Regions from separate parts of the Sus scrofa genome. Here region 2 is linked to region 1. A link is a contact called in public HiChIP or PLAC-seq data. All regions are on one chromosome and are shown on one strand. The core of a region is the stretch at or near the end of the contact, and the rest is flanking DNA. Distances in the headings are between cores, read along the strand shown. Region 1 overlaps PXYLP1 (2-phosphoxylose phosphatase 1). Region 2 has its middle 25 kb from the start of ZBTB38.

Region 1 (7,425 bases), core at 1,341-3,840:
GCTCTTTATAAAATGAGAGGCACAGTTAGCAATAAAGTGATGGGCCAGGCCTCAGCAAATGGTTTGGAGGCACGTAACACCCCAAGTAGCATTTACTAATGAGGAGAGGAAACGGGGGGAAGTGCTCGGTGGGGAAGACATTATTTTGATGGGGTGCCTTGAGTGCCACCTTGCCCCAGGTGGTGCCAGCCTGCTGGAACTATGCATTGCCTCCCTGCAGTCTGGCTGTCAGTTTACAGTGGGCTGTGGTGTGGACCCAGGAGTTCCAGGTTCATCTTTTGCATCTCAGCCTTCTTATTGTCTAATATCCTGGGGAAGATGAAGTGAATCATTTTATGTAAAAACATCATGAAATACCGTGTGACTCTAGCCTTTCATTTCCTGCTGGAGGTCACGAAGTTGACAGCCTTATTTTTCTATGTTCAGCAATCATGGATGCATGTCCTCTTGTTCCAAGGGCTGGAAAACACCCTAGGTCGAGTCCAACCTGCACAGACGCTGGCTCTCTTCCTCATCTCCAGCCCTCTCTACCAGCCTTTCTGCTGGAACCCTCTGCCCCTGCCAACCACTGCCTGCCAGCCCTTCCCCCTTTAGGCCTTTGCACCTGCCGTTTGGCTTGCTGGCCCCCTCCTCTAGATCCCTCCAGGCCTCCTGAGATAGAACCCCTCCTAGGAAACTCCCTGTGTGTTAGGAGGGATCCTCTGCTTATATTTGGCACTGCCACCACCTCACTCAACCCGAAAAGCAGGGTATATGGGAAGGATCCCAGGACAAAATATTTAATGACCAGACCTCAGCTGGCTTTAGGACTAGGGGAAAGGTGCTGTGCTGGTGGTGTGCTTGCAGCCTTTAGTTTCTGGGCTAGAGCATCCAGAGTGGCGGGAGAGCACAGGGTGGGATGAAGGGAGGGCAGCTCAGGGAAGTGGCTTTGCTCCACCGGGCACAGCAGAGCATTAGCGTGTTAACAACTGGCACAGCCCTGCCATTGCTCACTGGATATCTGCCCTTTGAACAGTGACCTGGCTGGACTACTAGGCCTCTGAGCTGGCCGGACATAGGGCAGCCTCAGAACTCTGTGGGTGGTACCATGCTTCAGCCCAGGCAGCTCACAGCTTCTGCCCCCCTTTCTCTTGTTGGACTTCAGATTCCCAGGTGTGAGAATGGGTCTGTCCCTAGACCAGTCAGTGGTTGCTGGCAGGCACCTGGGCACCAGGAGGCCTCTGGAGGCCACTTAGTTGTTCCCAGGGACGGGACCCATGGGGTGGGGCCACTGGGCAGCTCACAGCCATCCCTGGGGTACTCTGCAGCTTGTCTGCCCGGCATCGTTCTCTCTTCCCTCCACTCACCACCAGCTCTCAGGGCACCGAGTCTCACTCCTTCCTGTATCACTGTGCCCAGCCCGAGCCCACATGTAATCGTTGTTGGACTGGGTCCATTGCAGAATGAACTCAGGACCTCAGTGAGAATCACAGGTCATCATTGCTTTGTGTATCTATTGTAGTAGATTTGAACCTCAGCGGTGAAATCGTCTAAAGCCGTGGTCACCTATTTGATGGAAGGCAAATCCCTTCACCTCTCTGAGCCTCAGTGTTTTGTTCTGGAGCAGGGGATAGTAATACTTCCCTAAAATATCCCTCTGAAATCCAACTAAGGTGATGGGGTAAAGCTCTGAGCCTGATCTCCACTGAAAACTTGATAAGTGGTGTTTTATTTATCACCACAGCCTGGAGTCTTCCAGGCCCAGACTCTTCCTCTCTCAGTTGTGGTCATAAAGCCAGGCCAGCTCCCAGGGCCGCTGTTCTGCCCCAGCAATGGCAGGGCCCTGTTTCTGGAACTCCCACTTGAGGGGCGAATGTCCTGGGGACCAGCTGCTCTGGCCACCTCTGTCCTCATTTCCCTTCGCCTTGATCTTTTGGCCTAGTTCTGTGTTATTCAGCGTTCTGTATTTTTAGAAGCTACTTTCAGGCCTTTATAGAAAATGGGTGGGGTATGCATGTTTAATTAATTAATGGCATTTAATGAATTCCAGCTTTAAAAACAATCGAAGTTGACTTGTCACTATAAGCACACATTTCTGGGTAAGAGTGAACAGGACTCCCAGCAAAGGGGACCCACTTTGGGCCTCTGAATCTCCTGTGACTGTGGGATTTGGGTCACCAGCTATGCCTGCTGCCTTCGCAGGTGCCAGTTCAGCCTCACGAGGCTTCATAAATTGTGGCCTCTTTGAAGGCTGTATGTCCTGAAGTGTGCCCATGACTCCTGCCTGCCTTGTGAAGGAGCCTGTCTGGGCCAGCAAGGGTGGGGGTTTGCAAGAAGCAGAATCAGTATAGCCAGACGCCCTGCTGTTTCCCTTCACAGGGACGCCTTCCATGACTCTCAACGTCTTTGTAGGGGAAGCTGCCTCTGTGTAGCTGTGGGGCTCAGGAACATGGTCTTGCTGTGAGACAGAGGTTGATTTGACAGTTCAGCATGTATGTAGATGGCAGGTGAAGCTGAGGCTTGCATAGTAACACACACACATAGCCTGTGGAGCGAGGGAAGGGCCAGAAACAGTCCTATGAGAGCCGCAACCAGTTATAGCCCAGAGAGAAAGGAGGGGCCCAGGAGGAGATGGTGAATTTGCAAAGAGGAAGAAGGCAGGAGGGTTTCAGGAAGGGGAAGGAAGGCGGGTAATCACGTCAAATAGAGCAAAAAAAAAAAAACTAGGAACCTAAAGACTAAAGAAAGTATATTATCTTTTTTGTTTATAAAAATATAATACATTCTTGAATTAACGTAAATGGTAAAAACTTATTCCAGTGTCCAGTCACATAAAGTTTTTAAACTTTTTTCTGATAAAAGTGTCACTAGTCTTTTGCTATTTTTTTAGGGCCGCACCGGTGGCATTTGAAGGCTCCCAGTCTAGGGGACTAATTGGAGCTACAGCTGCCGGCCTACACCATAGCCACAGCCACAGCCACATCAGATCGGAGCCTCATCTGTGACCTACACCACAGCTCACAGCAATGCCAGATCCCCAACCCACTGGGCAAGGCCAGGGATTGAACCCACAACCTCATGGTTCCTAGTCAGATTTGTTTCCGCTGCTCCAAGACAGGAATTCCCAGGGTCACTAGTCTTATACCTCTTCTCGGCTTGTTTCAGTGTTCTGTGCAGAATTCAGTAGTTGCTTTGATTGTGACCAAAGCACAATGTTTTCTTATAGGCGTGTAGATTAGCCTTCTGTCCCAAACTTTGTGGCATAAATGGGTATAAAAAATGTAAATAAAATGCATATAGAAATGTAAATAAGAGCTCTGCAGTGAATTGTTTGAAGGCCTAAGGTAGTAGCACTGCTGGTTCTTTCAATTTCCAAAATGAAAGTAGAATTCCAAGGCGAATACATGGGTTTTTCCTGAAGAAAACTCATAATCATTTCTGTGTTAGTTAGGGTAAGGCCAGGCTGCATGCTGTTATAATAAAGAGAGCCAAGGATGCATTGCCTTGGATTACAGAGGTTTATCTCTTCCTTGCATGAAGGTCTGAATGAGTGTTCCAGGTTGTATGACTTGGTTCCACCTGGTCATTCAGGGTCCCGGGTTCTTTCCAGGTTGTTTCCACCATGCCCTAGGGATGTCTATGTGACTGAACCTTGGTTGCAGCTGTGCCTGAGCAGTGGCCAGAGGGAAGGAAGAGAGTGTGGAGGGGGCATGTCCATGATCTGAAAGCCTAACATCCTTCCATTCCATTAGTGAATACTTAGTCACATGGCCCCCTGAACCAGGACCTCAGAAATGGGATCTAACCAAGTTCCCAAGAAGAGAAGAATAGATTTTAGTGTATAACTGTTGAAGAAAAACCAGAGCCAGACAGTAGACAAAGCAGTAAAAACAGTAGGGGTAGAATTGGGCTCAATTCCAAATGCAGAATGAACAAATGGGGCCTTACAGCCAAGGAGCAGGGTGTGGGGGGGTGGTCAATGGATGGAGAATTACTCAGAGGAGATATCAGGGGTGAGGGGTTCTGGCTAAACTGACTCCACAGGCATCTTGCTGAAGGCAGACTAGGGTGATCAGATACCATGGGGGTGGGAAGTTCAGGGATCTGGTCAAATATCAAGAGTGGGAGAGTCTGGTTAAACTGACTTAGCAGGATTTTTGCTAAAACTGGGATATGCAAAGATATACATAAATCCAAAGACCATGAAAGTCCAGGATTTCCCCTAGTGGCACAGTGGAAACGAATCAACTAGGAACCATGAGGTTGCAGGTTCGAACCCTGGCCTCGCTCAGTGGGTTAAGGACCTGGCGTTGCTATGGCTGTGGCGTAGGCTGGCAGCTGTAGCTCGGATTAGACCCCTAGCCTGGGAATCTCCATATGCCACCGGTGCAGCCCTAAGAGGACAAAAAAAAAAAAAAAAGACGCGAAAAAAAACAAAGACCATGAAAGTCCAAAGGTTAAGGCCTTGTTCCGAAGAGGGTTCAGAGGAGACTAAAGTTTGGTCAAAGAGGTTCACAAGTAATAGTTTCACTCTCGGTGGCATTTATTTATTTATTTATTGGCCACCCCGCAGCACATGAAGTTCTCAGGCCAGAGACTGAATCTGAGCCACAGTTGCAACCTACACTGCAGCAGTAGCAACACTGCATCCTTTTAACCCACTGTGCTGGGCCAGGGATCGAACCTGTGTCCTGGTTCTGCAGAGACACCAGCAATCCCATTGTGCCACAGCAGGAACTCTTGGCCTTTACTTATTTTGCTTTTTAGGGCCAGACGTGCAGCATTTGGAAGTTCCTGGGCTAGGGGTCTAGTCAGAGCTGCAGCTGCTGGCCTACGCCACAGCCACAGCCACGTGGGCTCCAAGCCTGTCTGTGAACTGTACCACAGCTCATGGCAATGACCGATCCTTAACCCACTGAGCGAGGCCAGGGATTGAATCCGCATCTTCATGGATACTTAGTCGGGTTTGTTAGTGGTAACCCACAACCGGAACTCCACCTGGCCTTTATTTTTAATATTTACATCAAAATCTGACTCTTTTAATAAACACAGTTGGAACTTGCCATATTCATTACTGCAAACTATAGAAGGCATGAACTTTACATGGAGCATCTAAGGATGGGGTACTTCACAGTGGGATTCATTCACATGTGTTTTGGGGGTCTCTGCCACATGCTAGGTAGGTGCCCTCTCAGCTCCAGAGATAGCGGCAGGACCTGGTCATTCAGATCCAAGAGAGGCTCCCTGAGTCAGGTTACCTGATCTTCTTCCTGTACAAAAGACCCAGTCATTTGTGATCTCTACCATAAGTGAAGAGATAGAAGATAAATCTTCATCTTTCCATATCAAAAACAAGTTCCCATGAATACAGTTAGATAGTAATGCATCCTTAAGCAGTCGGATGCCCTGAAAACCTAGGACATCACAGCAAATATTCTCAGTAGTGAAATTTCATTTCTAAAATTGGCAGCAAAGCTTTCTCAGATCCTCAGAAATCACCAACCTGAAATAATGGCCTGGAGCAGAACATTTGACTCCCGTTGATGGATAGCCTTTGTTTATGTGGATTTGTTTTGGCAGCCTCATTATCAGTCTGGACATTTTATTTCCCAGTTTGCAGATATTTATGTATTTTAGCTTCAGGAAAAATAACATCCCCTCTGTTTTTATGGAAAGCCATAATGTCCTACAGCAATCCAGGGTGATTTATTGGACTCCACTGCATGACAGGATTAGCATTCTCTAATTTTAAAACATATTTTTAATGGAATTTTTTTTAGCTTTATGTATTTTGAAAGATAATAAATCTATTTTGGCAGCCATTCTAAAAGCATTGCCACAGTTAATTAGGCTTTCAGACAGCAGGGGTCTGCCATTAAACAATTTATCTTTGCTTCTTTTCATGCTGATTTAGTTTAGTTGGGAACTGCTCTATCTATCTACCTCTATTCAGATGGAAAATGTGTAAACATTTATAGGCCATTTCATTATTCAGTGAAAAGGTGTGTATATTGATAGGTCATTTCATTATTCAGAGAAAATGCGTATATATTCATAGGTCATTTCATTTTTCAGGGAAATTGTGTATTAGTGACAAAAAGGATAAATCTCGATTCACCATGTGTGCTTCATGGCAGAAATACAAATAATGTCAGATCACATAAATAACCTGTTTTTTCACTATTCATTACCACCACACAGGCAATGAAATACCTATGTGCAAAATGTATAGTGAGTTATAGAGATCTGGGTTATCTTAATCAGTTTACTTTCTTCTCAGGAGATTTCCAGGGGGTCACATCAGTTAAAGATTAAGGGTTATCCCTGTGAAGGCTGGGCTGGGTTTTCTAGGAGGAAGAGGCAGCATGTGGAACATCTTGGAAGCACAAAAGAACAGGTGTGCTGGACCACAGAGGTGGATATTGCGTGTGGCCAGAGTGCAGCGTTAGGGAGTCCTGGGCCTCCGAGTGAGGTGGGGCCAGAATAGACTGCCAGTTGTGTGTGGCTCCTTGGGAAGGTAGCACTGTGGAAAGGCAGTGACAGTCGGGGTTGCCTTTTATGTAGATCTCCCTGGCCGTGGAGAAGGCAAGGTTAGCCAGCAGGCAGACAGGGAGCACCCATGCCATCCAGACAAAAGCTGCCTGAGCCAGAACCTGCCCAGAGATGCAGGGATGCAGGAGAGAGGGGCAGGAAAGCCCAGGAGGGCACATGTGCAGGGCCAGGGGTCAGAGAGATCCCCTAGCCTAGCTAGGCTTGGCTGCCTGGAGGGGGTCAGTGGCCTCCTGGAGAAGAAGACAGGAGCGGCAAGGGCTGGGGAAGAGGGCAGGGGCTCGGGCCAGCCCTGCATGGTAGGGATTTCACATGTAGGGGTCAGTGGTTGAGCAATCATGAAGTTGGATTGTACTTACTTGGGGTCGTACTGGCTGAAGCTGAAACTGTTATGGACGGCTTTGGAGCACGCTGACCACTAATTCTCCGTGTCGTCTCTTTAGGAAACCGTATCACCCCAAACTGGAGGCTTTCGTTAGTCACATGGCCAAAGGATCTGGAGCCTCTCTCGAAAGCCCCTTGCACTCACTGCCTCTTTACCCCAGTCACCCGCTGTGTGAGATGGGAGAGCTCACGCAGACAGGTACGTGCAATGCCATGCCCCTGCTTCCTCTGCCCCCCGCTCCTTCACTTGGCGGATGTGTGCAGCAAGGAGCCGTGGCCACAGGGGTGAGTCCTGACCAGCATCTTCAGCCTCAATGGGCCTACCAAGGCTTCTAATTAAACATCTGATTTCTAAAAATTAAAAATAAGCTTTTTTCCCTATTAAGAAATAATATATGTTCATGGAAGAGAAAGAAGGAAAGACAAGCAAAAGGAAGAAAAAATTAAAGCATCCATAATCCCACCAAAGAAATCAGTTATCTTCCTTCCTATTTATGTCCACACGTGCGCACG
Region 2 (7,425 bases), core at 2,115-4,614, 130 kb after region 1:
TAATTCGGTCTGGCATTTTGCTAGTTTGTGATTGTGATGATTTTTTTCTGTTCCGTGTAGTATTTGCAGATGAACACTTGATGGCCTGGGGTCGTTAGGGCTGCACATGACTTGGAAATAGAGCTCTATGCTTAGTAGAAACTGCAATGGCTCTCTCTCCTGCTTTCTTCCACCTCTTCCTACCACTGTTGGGGAACTTGGCATTCTGGACCCCGGGCCTCTCTCCTACCTACCCAGATGTATTGCCATGGTGTCTGGTAGCACCAAAAGGTATGTCTACATCCCCAAAGCTGTGAATGTGACTTTTTTTTTTTTTTTGGAATAAAAGGGGTGTTTGCAGATGTACATTTTTTTTTTTAAGGATTTCGAGATGAGTCCATCCTGGATTATCAGGTGAGCCCTAAATTTGATAAGTGTCCTTATAAGAGGTACACGGAAGAGGGAAATGTAGAGAGGAGAGGGCCATGTGGAGATGGCAGCAGAGGCTGGAGCTATGCAGTCTCAAGCCCAGGCACCCTGGGACCACCAGAAGCTGGAAGAGGCAAGGAAGGATTCTCCCTGCCAGAGCCTTCATGGAGAGCACAGCCCTGCCAACACCTGGGATTTGGACTTCTGGCCTCCAGAAGTGCGACAGAACACATTTCTGTTGTTTTAAGCCACTGAGTATATCGTGGTTTGTTATGGCAGTATTGTAACAGACAGGTATAGTGTCATATCTAGCCTGGATCCGGAAGTATCTGGGAACTTGTGAAAATTCAGTTTCTGGGGTCTCACCTCTGGCTCTTCTGATTCAGTCAGTCTGGGGTGGCACCAAGAAATGGAATTTTTAGTAAGGATCTCCAGGTGATTCTGCTACATCCACTACCCTCTCAGTATCAGTAGTCCTTTTAAGTTCTGGTTTTGTCCCATTTCCTTTTCTTCCCTTCCCCTGGGCATTGTCCATGTTCCTTTGTGCAGCCACTTTCTGTGTGTCAGTGTCCCATGCAGCTTAGCCTTCAGCCCAGCTTCCTTTCAGCATCAGAGTCCCTTGTGGATGCCCATTAGTTGAGTGTGCCACATGCATCTTCACAGGCGCCTCAGAAGGAGCACAGACTTCATTCTCCTCCTCCAAGACCAGGTCTCTGATCCGGTTCCCTGCCTGTTAAAGGCAATTCTAGACAATAGAACAGGTATGGAAATCTTCATTCTTCCCTTTCTCTCCTCGAATTTCCAACTAGTTGATTCTTCTACCCAGATAGCTTTCACTCCTTTCTCTTCTTGTCATCCCCACCTGTCTCCTTGCCTTCTTTCCAGACCCCTTCTGCTCCCAGAATGACCTGTCTGCAGATTTGTCAAACAATTCCTGCTTCAAATCTTTTAAGTGAAGCACCATTGTCCAGGCTGCACATTAGAATCACCTGGAGAGTTTTGTTTTTTAAAACCCCCAATACCTGGAGTTCCCCTTGTGCCTCAGTGGTAATGAACCCGACTGGTATCCATGAGGATGTGGGTTCAATCCCTGGCCTCGCTCAGTGGGTAAGGGACCCAGCGTAGGTATAAGTCGCAGATGCGGCTTGGATATGGCATTGTTGTGGCTGTGGTGTAGGTCAGCAGCTGCAGCTCCAGTTCAACCCCTAGCCTGGGAACTTCCATACGCCATAGGTGTGGCCCTAAAAAAAGAAAAAGAAAGAAAAAGAAAGGAAGAAAGAAAGAAAGAAATCCCAATGCCTAGAAAAACCAAGATCAAATAAATCAGAATCTTGAGTTGGAGCCTGAGTATTGTTGTTGTTATTTACTCCAAGATCCTCTAAGTGATTCCAATATTCAGGTAAGGGTTGAGAGCTACCAGGCTAGAGGTTCAAGTCCTCTATGTCATCATGATGCTCTCTTCATGACTGGGTCCCTGCCAGTCTCTCCCTCCATCTCCCATCTGGCCCTGCCCACGCCCGCCCCGAGCAGCAGACTTTCCACCTCTTGGCCATTCCTCAAAGGTGTCATTTCATTTCCTGCCTCCTTGCCTCTGCTTGACCTCTCCCTAGAATAGAATGCCTTTTTTCCTCTCGAATACCTCGCCTTCCCTGACTCTCCGCCCCCAAACTCCAAGTCCTGGGCATGCTCACTAGAGCACTTTCTTCATCATGGAGGAGCTATTTGTCTGCATGTCTGTCTCCTCCATTGGACTGTGGAGGTTGCTGAAAAGGGAAAGAAATAAAAAGGGAAAGGATTAAACAAGCCCAAGAGTATGAAATCATTTTTCTATTTCTCTGAATTATTGTACCATGCCATCTGATAGCTCATCAGACACTTGTTAAGAAAGCAAAACTCGGGGAGTTCCCGTCGTGGCGCAGTGGTTAACGAATCCGACTAGGAACCATGAGGTTGCAAGTTCGGTCCCTGCCCTTGCTCAGTGGGTTAACGATCCGGCGTTGCCGTGAGCTGTGGTGTAGGTTGCAGACGCGGCTCGGATCCCACGTTGCTGTGGCTCTGGCGTAGGCCAGTGGCTACAGCTCCAATTCAACCCCTAGCCTGGGAACCTCCATATGCCGCGGGAGCGGCCCAAGAAATAGCAACAACAACAACAACAACAAAAAGACAAAAGACAAAAAAAAAAAAAAAAAAAAAGAAAGCAAAACTCTACTTGGTTTTAATGAATATAATGAAGTTGTACTAGCAGTAGTATATGTTACAGTATTAATTGAACACTTGCTGCCAAGGTCTCTATAGTCATTGCCTTATTTAACTATCACAGCAATCAACTCAGGTATCATTCCCACTTTACAGAATGAAGTCCACAAAATTCTGTGTGGTCAGGAAATGCACAATGGCAGAAAATATGAAATAGAATGCATAGACCACCTGGTTAGCAGTATGCCGATGTGATATAGGCTGATTGGGAGAAAAAATCATTCTTATTGTTAAAAATAGCTAATGATATGTAGTTTTTTGAGTGGCAGATACACATTTGACACTGAATTTGGCATAAAACATACACAACCATTGAACATCAATCAAACGATGAGATAATGGAGTTCCTGCCATGGCTCAGTAGGTTGCAAACCCAGCTAGTATCCATGGACGATGCAGGTTCGATCCCTGGCATTGCTCAGTGGGTTAAGGATCCTGCATTGCCATGAGCTGTGGTGTAGGCCGGAAGCTGTGGCTCCGATTCGACCCCTAGCCTTGGAACTTCCATATACCATGGATGCTGCCCTACCTAAAAAGGAAAACAAAAAAGAATCTGATGGCAGTGGCTTGGGTTGCTGCAGAGGCATAGGTTTGATCCCTGGCCTGGTACAGGAAGTTAAGAGGATCCAGCATTACCAACAGCTGTGGCATAGATTGCAGCAGTGACTTGAATTCAATCCCTGGCCCAGGAACTTCCATATGCCACGAGTCCAGTTATGAAATTAAAAAAAAAAAAAAGATGGTGACTTGTATTTACTGACATTTGGAACTATGTGAGTAGAGTCTTTCTCTAAAGTATGCTAGAAGGAGTTTGTGACTCAAAGTCACAAGATCAGTGTTGAAAACCAAACCTTGCCAATTATAAGCCATGTGGTATTGGGATTCTGGCTTAATTTTTCTGAGATTTAGTGCCTTCATCTTTGAAATAGAAATATTGTTGCACAGCCCACAGGGGTGTTGTGAGCAAGAAGAGAAGATGGTGTGTATGAAAGTGATTTATAAGTGGTTTATAAGGGCTAAACAGGAATAAGGTGAGGTGTTCAGGTCTTTATTCTATGTTTAGGTCCAGAGAGTTGGCATTTGGGAAGAGTTGGGATGGGAAAGGCCCTGTTTTTCAGCCTGAGCAGATACGGGCCCTGGAACTATTGCAGGCTGGCTGAATTCCCTAGTGGGGCAGGGTCTGGGTATGCTGGGAAGGGAGCCGCTGAAAGACAAGTGATCTGAATTAGTTAGGATGAGGGGATGAGATGAGTGGTTGGAAAATTAGTCTTGCTGTGCTTATTGATACAATGGAGCTAGAGAATGTAATGGCCAGGGTTTTTTGCATTGAGCCACCTGTAACCGAGCACCAGCCGTGGGACCACAGATCTGCTCCAGCAGCTTGACATCTTGTTCTTTTACTTAGAGGTTATTCCCCAAAATATCACTCCCAGCAGCTCTGCAGTTTTGGAGTCTCAGTGCAAGAGCTCACTTATCCCAAGGTCTGTTCCCATTCCAAACCTGTTAATGTATTAACATGTTGGAGCTTCTTCTCATAGGGTCAATAATGTGGCTTCAACCTCCTTCCTCTTTAAAGGTGAACTGAGGCTTTATCTTTTTTATTCTAATAGACTGAAGACTACTTTCTAAGTCATTGTCGGTATAACAGTCCTGATCTCGAAATGCTCTCCAGAGGTGAGCCTAGGAAACAGCCATCACCACCCTACACTTACCTGAATGTTTCTGCAGCAGGAGTCAGCTTATCATGTTTAAAGAATCAGTAGGTACATTTTAAGATGGAATTATCATTCTAACATACTCCAACAGATTAGAGATAATGGGCCAAATGAACACAATTCAGTTTAACTAGAATGAGTGAATTTTTTATTTTCAGTTAAAAAAAACAAAATTCAGCCTTGGAAGTTGGGAAGTCAAGGAGGACGAAGAACACAAGGGAAGAATGCAGAATTCCATGCTCCCTCCCACCACCCCCCCACACACAGTCTGTATATTAATCAGTTGTTGCACACTTACTGTTTGTTGTGCACTTGCACGACCTGGGCGCTCCTATTTTCTCATTTAATCCTCCAAGCACCCCATGAGGTGTGGTGTGTCTGATTTGCTTCATTTTAAATGTGGACAGACTGAGGCTTGGGGAGCTCAAGTACTTTCTAAGATCACGCTATTAGCGATTGGGTCCCAGAAACTGCCAGTTGAGGAGTATGGTGTGTTGTAAGGTGCACAGGGCCAGAAGTCTAGAAACCTGTTTTGGTCACACAATGAGACCTTAGGCAAGTCATCCTGCTTCTCTGTGCCTCCGTTTGTTCACATTGAAAACGAGGGAGTTGGTCTAAACGGTGTAAATTTCCTTGTCTACAAAATTCTCTTTGCTGGGGTGTAGTTGAAGGAATGGGAGATGTTTACGCCCAGGAAAGGGCCCTTGCAGAGTAAACCTTCCAAGGGCTGTCACGTGGCAGTGGTTACCGTTGAGGGCTCCTCAGCAGGATTGCTCCTCTAAGGAGGAAATTCCCACACGGGGTGGAATGGTCCCCACCCCTGGTCTGAAGAATCTCTAGAATCCCTTTGTGGCAAATTAAGGAGTTAAAAGACATGCTCCACTGAGAAGCTTGCTCTCTTTGCTTTTTGGTTATCTTTTTTTTTTTTTTTTTTTTTTTTTTTTTGCTATTTTGAAGTGAGGGTCACTCATCTGCCCGTTTTGAGAAAGGCTTGGGGGACTGGATTCCCAGTCCCTCAGGACCTGAGAGCATTTCTTTGTGTGGACTCAGCACCATCTTGTGGACGTGGCAGTGTGCACTGGGGATGGAGTCTGGTCCTCAAACAAAGGAACCGCAGGACACACCCCTGAAAAAGCCGCTGCCAGAGAAAGGCTCTATCTGAAGGCCCTGTTTTTAAGAGGGGCTCTCCGAGTTAGGATCTGCCTTGGGGAATTTACTTCCATAACTTACCCTATTATTATACCCCTGACACTTAGAAGAGCAGAGTGGGGCTCAGTGATAGAGTGAGCCGGACCTTCCCGGAGTTGTGGTACAGCATCTGGGGTCCTGTTTCCTAGGGAGAGCATCAGTACTGAGGCCTTCCCAAGAGGGAGCCCTGGGTCCCTTCCCCTCTGGCCTCCCTCCCCCAGTCTGCTGCATCAAGCCCCACCTCTCCTGGTCCAGGACTCTGCCCTGTCTCCTCTTCTTCTTGCTGTGATTGAACGCCACTCAGAGCATCACTAGCCTTATTGGGCTTGAAGACCCCCTTCCCAGCGAGGTGAGGATGGAATAGATTGAAGGTGTGAAGGAAACAGAGCACTCAGGCTGGAAAATGTTTTGCCTTCCCCCACCCTGTCTCCTGACACTGGGGAGGCCAACCACCTCGATGTTTTGACTATTTCTGTATGTGAAGACACTGAGTAAGAATCTTATCCATGCTGAGATAAGAGTCCGAGGGTAGTCTTGCTCAGTGCCTTTATTAGACTGGAAGGAGCAACCTGTGAACCTCGAGAGGTCACTGGAGGGGTAGAAGCCCCCTCTGGTTGTTCAGAGCCCTAGCCTCCTTTTCTCTGCTTATTCTTCACAGCAGTATTGGTAGAGCACTGGGGATTATTTTTAACAGGCATGGAGGGCTCCCCAAACAAGAATCACTGGGTTTGCATCCATCAATATACAGTTATTGGCTTAATTATATTGTGGTGCGTGTACTTTGTATTTTTTTTTTTGCATGTATTCTTTAAAAGCGAGTATTTGTTCTTTCCATTACATTACCTATATTAACATTCTCCAAAGACCTTAATATAGGAAAACTTGGTGTAGTACCCACAGTCCCTTGCTTTGCTAAACAGTTATTTTTGCACTTACCTTCCACAAATATGTTCTGGCTAACTTCCCTTGTCCTGGGGTTGGCTTGGCCTGAGCCCGGTAGCTCCTGACTGTCCAGCCCACCGGACCTAAGTCGCCCAGGCTCCCGGGATGCCCTCGAAGCCAGAGATTCTCCAGGCCACTCATCTCTCCCCTGCAGCCCCAGGGAAATCCCCACTTCCAAATGACCCCTGCTTCCAACGCCCTTTCAACCAACAAGCATTAAGTTGGTTTCTGTTATCATAATGAGACGGGCTAGAGAAAAGAGTTGTAGGAATTGTTTTGTTTTCTGGAATTTTCATGGAAAATTATCAGGGTGAAAGAGCAGTGGAATGAGATACTTCATTTGATATGGATGGTCTCTTCTAATCCTATTAAGAACTAAGTTGCACTATTATATCCATCTTAATAGATTTTTTTTTTTAAGTCTTGAGATGTTAATTAACCTGTCCAAATTCACACAGCTACTTAAGTGGCAGGACTGGAGTTTGAACTGAGGAGTGTGTGATCAGGGCCCCAGCTCTACCTCTGAGGATAAAGGTGACTAACTCTACAGGAGGAGAAAGGACGGCCCTGGGAACAGGGAAAAGAGCTTGGAACCCTTAACTACATCTGACAGTTGTCAAAAATTTTAATCAGGAACTTCAGTGGGAGCTTGAACCAAAACCCAGAATCAGCACATAAATGTGCAAAACCCCAAACTGAACCCAGATTTATTTATTTTTTACTCAATAAACCACAACCTAATGAACCTATTAAACTGAGAAATAAACTAAAAGGATTTTAAAATCTAAAAACCAAAACATCAAAGTATTCTCTAAAATAAATCATAACCAGACTGACATAGTATTAAGTTTCTAGTTTAAAGAAAGAGGAGGTCTCAAGACTGTGCTCCCCCCACAAATCCCTTTGCTGTGAGGGC

Evidence for each region. HiChIP or PLAC-seq counts read pairs in DNA pulled down with a chosen protein or histone mark.
Region 2: an H3K27ac HiChIP or PLAC-seq map of alveolar macrophages shows a contact between it and region 1. The contact joins two enhancer-like sites. A contact is called at or near these places in 1 of 47 Hi-C or Micro-C datasets (subcutaneous adipose tissue) and 1 of 2 datasets of contacts at active chromatin or transcription factors (alveolar macrophages).

Annotation. Positions count from the first base shown.
Region 1 is chr13:82,030,376-82,037,800 of Sscrofa11.1, forward strand. PXYLP1 (2-phosphoxylose phosphatase 1) reads left to right here. Exons shown (of 7, transcript XM_013982091.2): 6 at 6,972-7,111. Among named protein-coding and RNA genes, the nearest start is that of PXYLP1, 83 kb to the left of the region's middle. Within about 2 kb of position 2,591, at least 5 of the 83 cell types and tissues checked have an H3K27ac peak or open chromatin away from gene starts, as enhancers often do. A contact at or near this core is called in alveolar macrophages, where this site is marked.
Region 2 is chr13:82,159,682-82,167,106 of Sscrofa11.1, forward strand. It overlaps a transcript of ZBTB38 not described here. Among named protein-coding and RNA genes, the nearest start is that of ZBTB38, 25 kb to the right of the region's middle. Within about 2 kb of position 3,365, at least 6 of the 83 cell types and tissues checked have an H3K27ac peak or open chromatin away from gene starts, as enhancers often do. A contact at or near this core is called in alveolar macrophages, where this site is marked.